3 separate regions of the Ovis aries genome follow, and regions 1 and 3 are each linked to region 2. Evidence: chromatin contacts called from public Hi-C data. All regions are on one chromosome and are shown on one strand. The core of a region is the stretch at or near the end of the contact, and the rest is flanking DNA. Distances in the headings are between cores, read along the strand shown. Region 1 has its middle 150 kb from the start of IRF2BP2. Region 2 has its middle 3.5 kb from the start of TRNAR-CCU. Region 3 has its middle 98 kb from the start of IRF2BP2.

Region 1 (4,321 bases), core at 577-3,076, 280 kb after region 2:
TGTAATCACAAGGGTCCTGGAAAGTGAGTGGAGTGGGCAGAATAGGGGTGTGAAGGATCAGGGGAATGGTGCCAAAAGAACCCTCTGGAAGGGGATGGGCACAGAAGCTCTCCTAGAGCTTCTGGAAGAACCGCTGCCCTGTTGTCCCTTGATTGTAGCTCAGTGAGACCTATGTCAGACTTCTATCCTACAGAATGGCAAGATAATAAATAAGTGCTGTCTAAGCTGCCAAGCTCACGGTCATTTGTCATAGCAGTGTTAGTTGCTCAATCTTGTCCGACTCTTTGTCACCCCATGGACTGTAGCCCTCTAGGCTCCTCTGTCTGTGGAGTTCTCCAGGCAAGAATACTGGAGTGGGTTGCCACGCCCTCCTTCAGGGGATCTGCCCGACCCAGGGATTGAACCTGGGTCTCCTGCACCGAAGGTGAACTCTTTACCGTCTGGTAGGAGACTAATCCTCATGCTGTCCCTCGTGTGTCCTATGGACTCCCTCTGTGACTGATCCCAGATGCTTCACCCTGTCTGTGCTATGCCTGGACACTGCCCTTCTGAGGAATCCGTACGTCGCAATAAAACCCTCAAAGAATCCATGATGCTTTGAGCAATCTGACCTCTTAAGGAGCTGTTTGTGACAACTCCAGGATTTTCTTCCACCCAGAAAGTCCTTAGGTTCCGTTAGGATGGAGAGGCAGCTGGCATTTGAGACAATAGAAATAGTGCTTCATAGCTGGGGTGCTTTTGTGGCTTACACGGTTCCCAAGCTGTTCAAGGGTCATACCATGTTCTTGTTCTAAAAATGCTGAAGGCTGGGATTGCTTTTCCCAAATGACTCCACCTCTTAAAGAAAGCTGTCTACAACAGCAAAAACATCAGAGCAAAATGGATTCTTGCATGAATCTACCACTTTCCCATATCAACTGCTGGTGATACCAGAGGCCAATGTTCTGGGAAGTCTTCCCTCCCCATGCAGGAAGCCGAGGCCTCCTACCACCACCCTGCTCCCACTTTCAGAAGCTCCGCGCACCCCTCTTTGGGTTTCCTGTCCCAAGGAAGTTTAAGATTTATAACTTCTTTCAAAGCAAATTCTGGCTTATTTCCACCAAGTCCTTTTTTTAAAAAAAATCTTTCCTCTTAAAGTCATTTTCAGAGCTTCCCAGGTACACTAGTGGTAAAGAATCTGCCTTCCAAGCAGGAGACCAAGGGGATGCAGGTTCGGTCCCAGGACTGGGAAGATCCCCTTGAGGAGGAAGGGACAACCCACTCCGGTATTCTTGCCTAGAAAATTACGTGGACTGAGGAGCTTGGCGGGCTATGGTCCATGAGGTTGCAAAGAATCAGACACGACTGAGCACGCACATGAGCGAGAGAAAGTCATTTCAGTCCAATTCTGTCTTTATTCCTAACCCCCCGCCTTTCTGTTCTTTTGGCCTTTGGAGCTAGTGAAGGAGGGGACTTGGGGACGCTCCCCACAGCTAATGACTTGGGTTAGAAGTTAGCTGACAGGGACTGGACTTTATTTCTTGTTGGGCCAAAGAGCTACAGAGCTGGGTCCCTAGCGAGCTGCCCGAGGACATCTCATGGCTCCATCTGCCTGCCCCCTACCAACCATTGGCCTCCATTGCTGTTGTTGCTGATTTTTTTTTTTTTTAAGTTTTTGTTGATTTTGTAAATTCGCTAGCTCTGTGCTTTTTCAACTTGGCCTGCTAGCCGAAAAAAGCAAAACCAGGGCAAAGAGAACAAAGAGAGGCTGGCAGGAGCCTGGGCCACACTGAGCAGGGCCACTGAGCTTCTCTCAGGAGGGGTGCGGGCCAAGATGTAGCTGAAAACTTCTCCTGGCTTCAGGGTTTAAAATACCTACACTTCCTGCTCCTTGGAGAGGGTATGCACAGAATGTGAGTGACTCACTGCGGTGGTTTTCAAATGTGTCTGTCATAAGGAGGGAACATCAAAAGCCCGTCCTGTTTCAGATGTTATTTTTTCCACTCTCAGCTATGCAGCGCTAGAAAAGCTGAATGCCTGAAACCAGTGTTTGTTTTGAGTGCAGAAAGTGAAGGGCGAAGTCATTGCGCCGCAGCAAGTAAAAACCCAACTCTTAAGGAAAAAAAAAAGAAGCACACAACAAAAAACAACCGGCGTGTCAACAGGGAGGGGATTGTGTTTCAAAGCCCTGGTTTTCAAAAAGTTTAATTATATTTCAACTCAAGCCAAACTGTCAAAACATGGGAGGGGGATCTGCCTGCTTTGAAAATGCATTAGCCGTCTTATGTAAAAGCCCATAATTGATATCCTAGATGAAACCAGAGCTGGGGTGGGGGTGGGGAGGGGAGGATGGCCGCTCAGAACAGCTCTGATGGACTTCCCTATTGACCACGTGCAGTTTTGCAGCTCTCAGTTCCTGAAGTGGGAAACTGGAGAGGAGAACAAAGCACAACACCCTCTGCGAACAGGGAGGGTTTAAAATATCAGGCCTGGTTTACGCAACATGTGGGCCCTGTGCATTGTAAACTGTCATTTACATAAGGGGAAACTTGGTAGACCGCCTCTCAAGCTCCATGACGGTTTATGAATAACAGCAGGCTGCACATTCTGCTGCCTGAGAAGCTTTTCCATCTGCTCTCAGGTCTGAGGGTTGTCTGGGGTGGGGTGTGGGGGACCTCGCTTGCCTCCCATCTGCCTTGTTTGCAAGGGGAGTACTGCTGTCCTTCCAGACTCCCCTTGGCCATCTCCTCCAGAAAAAGAAGGACCTGGGGGATTGAGCCTTTGCCTTACTTGCTCTGCCTGTCCTTCTGGAATCTTCTAGAACTTTCCAGTTTCCAGTGCAGAGATTCTGAATCTTCTCTTTTGTCTGAGCATGTTCTGTGTAAACCTGTTCTCAAATCAAATTAAACTTGAACTAAATGAAGATTAAGGCTGTCAGCCATCTAAGGCATAATGAGGTGCATTATGAGTAGCATCAAAGCAGACCATGGCAGGAATGGAGGGACCAAAACGGCTAGGAATTACTGACCTAAGGCCTGCATCCCCCCAGATTAGCCTGTGTCCTTCTTTCTCCTTCTTTGGTCAAGCCACTGGCCTCCGGGCAGATCAGGTTCATCCATAGGGCCTGTGGCCTGGAACCATCTCGTCATTTCCCCCTTGTATGCTGATTTGTCTGAACAAGCCAAAGTACCTATAACATGGATGCCTTTAGATTTGAGAAGTCTCTTTTTCATCCTGGTGACACAAGACAGCCATCTCTCTCCTCCCCTTGGCTTTGCTGACCTCTCCCAGATGGGATAAATCCACACAACCCACTCCTGGGGAGAGCAGACTTTCAGGTTTGTGGTCTGGGACTCTGTGGACCTCAGAAAAGAGTTTGCCAGATAAAATACAGGACATCAGGTTACATGTGAATTTCAGGTCACCAAAGAATCATTTTTGTAAGCAAGTATGTCCTACATGGTATATTCTTAAAAGTATACATGCAACACTTAGGACATACACTGAAAGTTATGCGGTGTGTCTGAAGTTCACGTGAAACTGGGTGCCCTGTGCTCTTGTTTGCTAACTCTGACAGCCCTCCTGAAGTCCCTCTGTTCTAAATGGACCTGGGCTTCATGTGAGGAAGTGAGTTCTAACCAGGATCAGAGCCTGGTGCCGCGATATTCTCCCCACAGGGGTTCAGTGGTAGAAGAAGAGCCCATGGGATGGGGAGGAGAGAATTAACAGCAGAACCATAGGCCACATCTGGACAGTGGAGTCCTCCCTTTGACCACCTCTAAATGACTGCAGAGGCAACAGAAGCCACCACGCAGCTCACATAATGATAGCTTTCTCCTTTCTCATTCCAGACAGTTTGGATTCTTTAAAAAAAGAGAGAAAGAAATTGCTTTTGGGAAGCAGCAGAGGGTGCGGGGAAACTCAGAAACTGGCCGCCAATGGAAAACAGGAAGGCAGTGCCTCTAATTAAAAGCAGCCAGCTCCCCCTCCATCTGCAACGCTGGGAGCCCAGCTGACAAGGGAGGCTGTTCCCTTGCTGGCTGGCACTGTGGGCAGGCGGCCGGGACAGACCCTACCGGGCAGCACTCCGGGCCCTGCGTAGAGGAGAGTCAGGGTGTTGTCAAGCCCTCTCCACAGGATGCTTGCATTCTCGGACCCCTACCAGATTCCTTCCTCCCCCACCGAAAGGTGACTCTGGGCTCCAGGCTGGGTGCTCAGATACACAGAGTTTGTGTGAGCTTAGATTTGCTCAGAACCATCTTCCGTTTCTTCTATCACAGACAGAAAAGTCCCCTTTCAGTTTCTCCAAGAAATACTCTCAGCACCAGGCGTCTACTTGAGC
Region 2 (4,043 bases), core at 1,474-3,973:
TTTAATAGGGGATGTTTACTGAAGGGGAACATGGCAGCTTTTAACAGGTGACATTGTTTACTGAAGGGGGACATGGCGGGAGGAGGTTGGGGGAACCCCACGGGGAGTGGAAAGCTGCTCGGGGCTCCTCCCTCCTCCCCTAATCCCAGACACCCATTCCCTGCTGGCCACCTCAGCTCTGATGGGAGACTGACTTGGACCCAGTCTGACCCACTTTCAAATTCTGGGGAGGAAGAACCAGATTGGGTCGCCTGGGACAGCTGTCCATCTCTTGGGTAGTCAGTCGTCATCTGGGAATGCAGTGACGACGTACAGACGTGGTGTTAGGGCGTCTGCTGGCGTGGTGGGGGGTCATGACAACTGTGGTCCAGGCAAGCACCTCAGAAGTGCCCACGAAGAGACCTCTGGTGCTCCTTCTCTGGTGGTGGCTGGGACTCTGTGCTCCCAACATAGAGAGTCCGGGTTTGATCCTAGGTTGCAGAACTAAATTCCCCATCCCACAATTAAGAACTGGTGCAGCCAAATGAAAAGTAAAGTAAAATAAAATGAAAAATTAAAAAAAATTGGCTATGGCACTGTGGAACCCTTTGTTCATATAAGATCTTTTATTTTCAATTGTAGAAGACGTTTTCACAATCGATAGCCAGACAAAACATAAAAAATCATTACAAGTGCAAGCCATAATGGAAACATGATTAAACTAACAATATAAAATAATTACATACTATTTGGGGGCCAAGCAGAGTGATGTGGTAAGTGGAAGGGCATCCATGCGCGTGTTTTCGTCTGCCCAGTCATTCTGTCTTTTGTGCATTTAATCCATTTACATTTAAGGTAATTATCGATATGTAGGATCCTATTACCATTTCCTTAACTGTTTTGGGTTTATTTTGTGTATTTCTTTTTTCCCCCTTCTCTTGTGTTTCCTGCTTAGAGAAGTTCCTTTAGCATTTGTTGTGAATCTGATTTCAGTTCAGTTCAGTTCAGTTCAGTCGCTCAGTCATGTCTGACTCTTTGTGACCCCATGGACTGTCGCCTATCAGGCTCCTCCTTCCATGGGATTTTCCAGGCCAGAGTGCTGGAGTGGATTCCCATTTCCTTCTCCAGGGGATCTTCTCGACCCAGGAATCGAACCCGGGTCCCCTGCATTGCAGGCAGACACTTTTACCGTCTGAGCCACCAGGGAAGCCCAAAGCTGATTTAGTGGTGCTGAATTCTCCTAACTTTTGCTTGTCTGTAAGATCTTGCCTAGCAGCCAACTATGGAAAAAAATGGACAAAGGCCGAGTTGTTCTGGTAAAGGAGGTGGTAACCAAAGTCCCGCCAAACTGATATCCCTCTGCTAGTGCTGAGGAGTGAGTTTTGAAAACTGTGGATCTCACTGTATCTCCTGGTTTTATGGAACAGGTTCAGACGGTAAAGAATCTGCCTGCAATGTAGGAGAGCTGGGTTCGATCCCTGAGTGGGGAAGATCCCCTGGAAGAGGGCATCGTAACCCACTCCAGTATTCATGCCTGGAGAAGCCCATGGACAGAGGAGCCTGGCGGGTTAGTCTATGGGGTCACAAGAGCCGGATAAAACTGAGCACAGAAGCTAGCACATGAGGTCACTGCCTCAGAGGTTCACAGCAGCTCAGCGTCAGGGTGTGAAGAGCATCAAGAGCCTGGACTCCTGGGGGAACGTTCTTATGGAGGTCCACTTGCTCCTTGATTCCAGGTACCAAACACACAACAGCTGGCAAAGTCTCCTATTTTAGTAAAATGCCTCTCTTTGGAAAGAAAGCTATTTGTGGAGTTCTAAGCCAAATTGATTTTGATTTACAGGGTTGAAAAAAGAAAAAAAAGAAAGCAACTACAGTCAAATGAAATGCCAGGAGATTTGTGTCCTGAGCTGGAAGTTTAGCCTGATTAGGTTTCCGTAGGTGTGCTCACCTTGCCTCGTCTCGCTCAGCATCCTTCTGCCCTCGCTCTCCCTTGAACATAGACGAGGGTCTGAGGGCCCAGAAAGGCTTGCTCTGGTCACTGACCACTTTTCCGGTTGCAAATACGCTTTGGTGTCTCTCATGGGATAACGCCTCCAGGCAACGCCTGTGTGTGGGTAGGCAGAAGCTAAACGAAGCAGGAACCTGGTAAGCTTGGTCGCCTCTATCCATTTGGGTTATTTTATTTTTCAAAAAGAAGCTCATCTTATTTGTCCTTCGGGAAACACAATTTATATCTTATCTATTTATTTATTTATTTGTCTGCATCGCAGCATACTGGATCTCTGATCTTCCTTGTGGCATGGGGAATCTGTAGCTGCAGTACGTGGGATCTCATTCCCTGACCAGGGATCGAAGCCGGGACCCCTGCGTCGAGACTGCAGAGTCTTAGCCACTGGACCACCAGGGAAGTCCCTCCACTGGGGTTTTTAAGGGTGCACTTGGGGAGCTCTCTTGGCCGTGTCCTTGCAAACCATTCTAGGGAAGAGTTTGGCTATGCGGCTGGAGGCTGGCCCCCGGCCATCAGCTGGGTGCCCTTTGAAAGTCCGGCCGCTCCTCTCTCCACAGGGCCGTGGGGGCTGTCCAGAGGCTCTGCCCTGCACCTCTGCCCTGCGCCTGCTCGCTCAGCCACTGGATGGCACTGTTAGAACTGGAGAAAAGAGGCTTCCTCCCCTGAAACCGTTTTCCCTCATTCCAATCCTCTCCAAACTGTCATTTCCACCCACCTCCTTCCAAACAGAACAGAACAAAATCATTTCGTAGCCTGTTCCTGTTGCTCTGCCCCCAACCCAGTCTGCCCTGTCCGTCCCTGGGTGCCTGCAAAGAGGAGTAGCCCAGCTGCCTCCTTTTCTGCCCTCAGGGTCCCCTCTGTCCATCCTATTTTTGCATCTTTATCATTCTGTGTGTGGTGGGGGTGGGGGCCCCTCTAGAGTTTCAGGCAATCTAGGGAAGCAGCAAGGGCCGTGAAAGACTTATAAGGACCTGGGGGCCTAAAAGAGAAAGCAGAAGTGCCTGCAATCCTTCTGGTCGCATGACTTGTGTTCTAGAAGGAAAAAGAAACTAGGGCTGCATGCACAGAGGCAGCGTGGAGCAGGGTCACTGGGAGAAGGGGCTGGAAGGGGGAAAGGGGCGGGGAAGAATGTGCCGAGTGCAGGAAACGGGCTCTCGGCAGTGGAATCTTGGCGTCAACTTGGCCACTCAAAAGCTTTCTGTTCCTGGCTTCTGAGCTGCCGCTGTGTCAGAACCCCCTCCGCTGGGTCAAGGGTGGGTAGAGGCCTGAGCAGCCCTCGCCCTCATGCACTGGTTTTGACCCTTGCTTCCCAGTTCTGGCTGCTACTTCCTCTTCCTGTGAGATGTGAGTGGGGAGCAGACTGAGAGGACCAAGAGCTGGAGGAGAGAAAACATAGCTGTCCCCCACGTTTGCACACCTATCTCAGGTCCCCCAGACTGCCCGTCGCTGCTGCCTCAGCTCGCTTCCCTCTCAGGGGAGGCGAAAACAACATTTCTTGGGAGGAATTCGCTCTGAGAAAAGCATTTTCCCCTAACAATGACCAGGAAATCCTGTCTTGACTGATATTCTCAAGGTGTGCTGGCCTCTTGGCAGAGTCATTTGAAGGCTTATTCAACCATGCAAACGCCCATGAGACACGGTTCCCAAACTCTGTGGAGGTGTGCTGGCCACACCCCTCCCCTTGGCCAACCCTGACCTTGAGCAGGGAGCCCGGCCAGCTCGCCCAGCCTGCCTGCAGGTGGGAGGTCTCTCTGCTGACTCAGGCCCAGACTGGGTCAGGTGCCTGCCTTCAGTCCCATGAGTAATACCCTGCCTGTCCTCTGCAAAGGGCCTTCCCAGGATTAATGAATTAGTCACCCCCCGGGAGAGCGAGGGAGCAGGTTATGGTCATCCTCATTAAGGCCTTGCCTCATAAGGCCTGCCTCAGGCCAGTGAGCGTCTGGATGTGGGTGCAGGCAGACAGTGGCTCAGGGTGTCCCAGGGAGAGGCCCCTCCAGGGCGCAAGGGAGGCTGGAGCTTCTCACTGGGCAGCTGGGGGCTTCACCCACTGAGG
Region 3 (4,046 bases), core at 810-3,309, 330 kb after region 2:
AGGCCCCTAGGGGAAGTGAATTCCCTTCCCTCTGCAGGGCCTGGTACCCATAGGCCACTGGAGGTACTGGAGGGGTGTCCAGGAGCCCTCTGCTTTCCCCAGAAGATACTCTGTTCCTCCTAACCTCGTCCTTCTCTACTTTCAGACTGTAGGCAAGAAGGCCAGACCTCCAAAAACTAGGCCCAGGAAGTCAGATTTCTACCGTCGTCTGGCATGGGAAGGGCAGGTTCAGACATCCCTGCTAGAGGCTGGCTTTCCAGGCAGCACCCGAGGAGGCAGGCTTGAGTCCTCGGGGTCAGCGATCATGGGGTTTCATTTGCTCAGACATACTGTGACACGAGGTCAATCTTGGACCAAAATGGGCATGGAACCCTCTGACTCAGGGTGGCTTTTAGAAACCCATCAGGAAGTGTTTTCCATCATTCGCAACATCTCAGAGCACAGGGACGGGGCCTCGCCAGGCCTGGGACTGGCATCAGCTGCAAACGCCATGGCCTTTCCTCCCATCAGGGAATGGGCCTAGTTCTGAGTCACCAGTTAAGAACAGGGGACGGCACAGAATTTGAGATTCAGCTCTCAAATCCAAGCAGCCCCTTCCTTTTCTAATTTGTAAGAAACTGGCCCCCAATCAGCTTTCCTTTGCTCTGTCTCCAACTGGAAGTGAAAACGTGTCTCTTGCAGGCCTCCAGCTCCCGTGCTCCTGGGGTCTGCTTGTCTTCTTGAAGCCCGAGCTCATGGGGGCTGTTTGGACAGGAGCACCCCCCCCCCCGCCAACCCCCACTCTAGCTCTCCCGTGGCTGTGTCCTCCTCAGGGGTGACAGGGTGTGTGGGGGCTGGGGGCCAGGGTTGCAGCCAGGTGTGGGACTTCTGCCCACAAAGATGGGTGAGGGTAAGTGCCCTCTAAGGAAGCCCGAGTCACCCTACCTTGGGAACTTCCCGCCAAAAGACAAAGCTCCCAACCTCCCAGGGAGCCTTATGTGGCTGCCGGAGAAAGACAGCCAAGCCTTGGTAAAAGCAGGAGGCGAGGAGTAAGGATGATGGGACCCTCCTGGAGCTTCTCCCCACCCAACCTTGGGCTGTATCCTCCTAGACACCTTTGCTTCCATCCCTGGACCTAGGAGGTGGTCACGCGTGCTCCTGAAAGTGAATGCCTCTTTCAGAGGGTCTGGAGTTGGGATGGGGCGGGCATCGGAAGGAAACGATCAGCTGTTTCACAGTGAGGTCTCCGCAGGCCCGTGAGAGCAGCCCCTGCTGTGGCCTTGCCTTCTTCCAAATAAAGGAGCCAGGAAACGGCCAAGTTGCTCCTTGTGGCAGAAACTTCTAGAACCAGAAGAGGCCCTTCCCAGCATCTGGGGGTGGGGATGTCAGATTCTGCTCTGGGCAGGGCGGGGGGTGGTGGCTGGCAACCAAGTCCCACTCGTATGTAACCTGGCAGCTCTCTGCCTGGAGACTTGCCGATGGTCACGATGTGTCGCCTCCCAGGAGATGTTCCACTTTCCAAGCAGGTGGGAAATGACCCCGGTTAAAAATAGCGGCACTGGACTCATCACAGAGTCCCCTTGTAAAGCAAAACCGTGGGTTTCCTCCAAGTGGCGCAAAGGATCAGCCGTGGCTTTTGGGTTCCCTCTGGGACTCTGGGGGCTGGGGTCCCAAATGCACCAAATCCCCCAGTGCCCTCCCCTGCAACACCCCGGCGCCCAGCACAGCCACCAGCAGAGCCCCTCAGCCGTGGCCACTGGCCACCTGCCCACCTGCCCACCCCGGGTTCGCCTCGGTGACTAGGGGGCCACTGTGACCGTCCACACCCTCTCCCCGCCTTCCTGCTCCCCTCAGTGCCTGGTGGACCGGGGTTTCTGGAGCTTTCTCAGAACCGTGGACACATTCCCAGTGGAAATCATGACATTTTCCGTTTCACATGACGCACTCCACAATGCCTCAGGAAAAGGGAGAGAGAAAGAGAAGGCAAACAGGGCCTGGGAGCCAGCCCCTCTCTGTCAACAGCCAGGCCAGGTCCTCTCTGTTTATCCTGGAGTCGCCTCCCCGGGGCTTGACAGTCAGCCTCCGTGTTCTCTCCTGCAGTCAGAGGCCCGACGACTAGGTTAACTGCCTTTTCTCTCTGCTTCTTGGCACATCTGGGTGAAGGCGTGCCTCCCTACTTTGTTGTGTTTTTTTTTAAACTTTACTTTCGACTGCCATGGTGACTGCTGCATGTTTGGCAAAGGGAAGGAGGGGAAAAAAAAAAAAAAAAAAAGCTCGGGGAGAAGAAAAGGAGCTCTCAGCGCAGGGCTGGCGGCCGTCCAGGGTAATCATGCTGCAGAGCTGAAATGAGGCCTCTGGCGGGCAGCCAAGTCACAAAGAACAAAGCTGTCAGTTCCTAATGTTGGCGGCAAAGCCTGTTTGGCACCCTTATATGCTTTCCCAGAACTCCCTGCCTTGGCTGCCTTCCATTCCCTTCAGGGCAGCAAACAGGATTAGCCCAGCTCTGAGTTGTTTTTCTTCCCTCTCCTCCAACTGTTTCCAATGACATCATCCTTGCTGCACTCATTTGCCAGCAGGGTGGTTTTTCTCTCTCTCCCCTCCCACCCCCCTCTCTCCCTCCATCTCTCTCTCACACACACACCTCCACTCCCACTTCCTTCCTGTAGCCGCCCCCCCAACCTCCTCTGACTTGCTCGAAGCGCACTGTTTGAGGTCATGCCTCTTGTCCGGCATCTCTGTGAAATGCACACACGCCCCGGCGCTTGTCCATTTCGCTGAATCAAGCCAGACGTTGTATTTTATTTTTATAACTGAATTCCTGTGAGATAAAAATCTCATTTTCCTTCGCAGGCTGTAATCAGCACTCGCAGGGCTGTGGTTTCCAACTGCCCCATCTCGTGCTTCCTTACGAAGCACCGCTGAGAAATGAACTTGGCTGCCATTCAGGTTTAAAGGGCCCGCGGCTAGTCATACATTGCTGGTTCACACACACACACACGCACAAACACACGATGTGCACACAAAGACTATTGCATGCGCACACCCACAGGCACACACACCCACAGGGCTACACAGACAAAGGGTATGGAGATACCCCCCCGAGAGAGACAGACACACACACAAGCAGCACCTAGGGTCATTCTTTCCCTTTCAAGAAAGAGAATAGGTGAACAAGTAGAAGCCAAAAGCTGCTTCCGAAAAGGCTGGTTTCAACCAGCAGGCAGGCAAGCGTTATGCAACTAATGTCTGGGTTCATGAAAGGAATCGAGGTTCGCTGACTGCACAAATGTTCCCCCGCCCCCGCCCTGCCCCCCCCAACTCTGATTCATGAACTAGTTTTCAGATTCATGAATCACTCGGGAGCCAGCAAGAAAAAAATGAGTAGTATTGATCTCATTTCAATTGAAACGGGCTCATTATGGCCACGCAGGGGCAGGGTGCAGACAACTTCCTACCACCAGACACTCGCCAGCATCCTAGGTCTGCAGGGAGGCTCCCCCACCTGTGGGTGGGGCAGGCTGGCTTTTGCAGAGGAGAGGGTTCCCCCTCTTTTGATGATTAAATAGGCAGAATCAGATCTATTGGCACGAGGAGCTGGGGCTGGACTCCTCTGTCCTCTTCCGGCAGGTCTGTGGGCTTCCTTGGGTGTTCTCCATTTGTTTTTTTGTTTGTTTGTTTTTTTTTTCACTTTTAATGAAATCTTTTAAGAGGAATCTCAGTGCAAATTCATTTCTGGATTGTTGGTGGTGTCTCAAGGACTATCTAAAATAACAATTCACCTTCTACTAGGTGAATTCAAGTTCAGATCCAACTAGGATGTCTTGGGGTTTGCTTCTTTGTTTGTTTCAAGGCCAACATGTAGCTTTTGCCTTTTTCAGCCCTTTGCATTTGATTCAGCAAAGAAAGCCTGGGGAATATGGACCCTCTAGATTTGGGCCAATCACATTTCTGTAAAGAAAAACAGTCCTCCAGCTGGGTGACTGTCATTACAGGGATAGGAGGCTCTAGGATTTCAGAAAGTCATCCTTTTCCTTCCCAAATGAAGTGAGGGTTCTCTCGCTGACTGT

What was found. Hi-C and Micro-C count contacts between places; a contact is called where the count stands out from the background.
Region 1: a contact with region 2 is called in a Hi-C map of blood, with 2.1 times the contacts expected there. The contact joins two enhancer-like sites. A contact is called at or near these places in 2 of 16 Hi-C or Micro-C datasets (blood and skin fibroblasts).
Region 3: a contact with region 2 is called in a Hi-C map of liver, with 11 times the contacts expected there. The contact joins two enhancer-like sites. A contact is called at or near these places in 8 of 16 Hi-C or Micro-C datasets (hypothalamus, liver, mesenteric adipose tissue and 5 more).

Annotation. Positions count from the first base shown.
Region 1 is chr25:6,932,141-6,936,461 of ARS-UI_Ramb_v3.0, reverse strand. No RefSeq gene overlaps it. Among named protein-coding and RNA genes, the nearest start is that of IRF2BP2, 150 kb to the right of the region's middle. Within about 2 kb of position 1,826, at least 25 of the 54 cell types and tissues checked have an H3K27ac peak or open chromatin away from gene starts, as enhancers often do.
Region 2 is chr25:7,217,836-7,221,878 of ARS-UI_Ramb_v3.0, reverse strand. No RefSeq gene overlaps it. Among named protein-coding and RNA genes, the nearest start is that of TRNAR-CCU, 3.5 kb to the right of the region's middle. Within about 2 kb of position 2,723, at least 32 of the 54 cell types and tissues checked have an H3K27ac peak or open chromatin away from gene starts, as enhancers often do. A contact at or near this core is called in hypothalamus and liver, where this site is marked.
Region 3 is chr25:6,882,339-6,886,384 of ARS-UI_Ramb_v3.0, reverse strand. No RefSeq gene overlaps it. Among named protein-coding and RNA genes, the nearest start is that of IRF2BP2, 98 kb to the right of the region's middle. Within about 2 kb of position 2,059, at least 48 of the 54 cell types and tissues checked have an H3K27ac peak or open chromatin away from gene starts, as enhancers often do. A contact at or near this core is called in hypothalamus and liver, where this site is marked.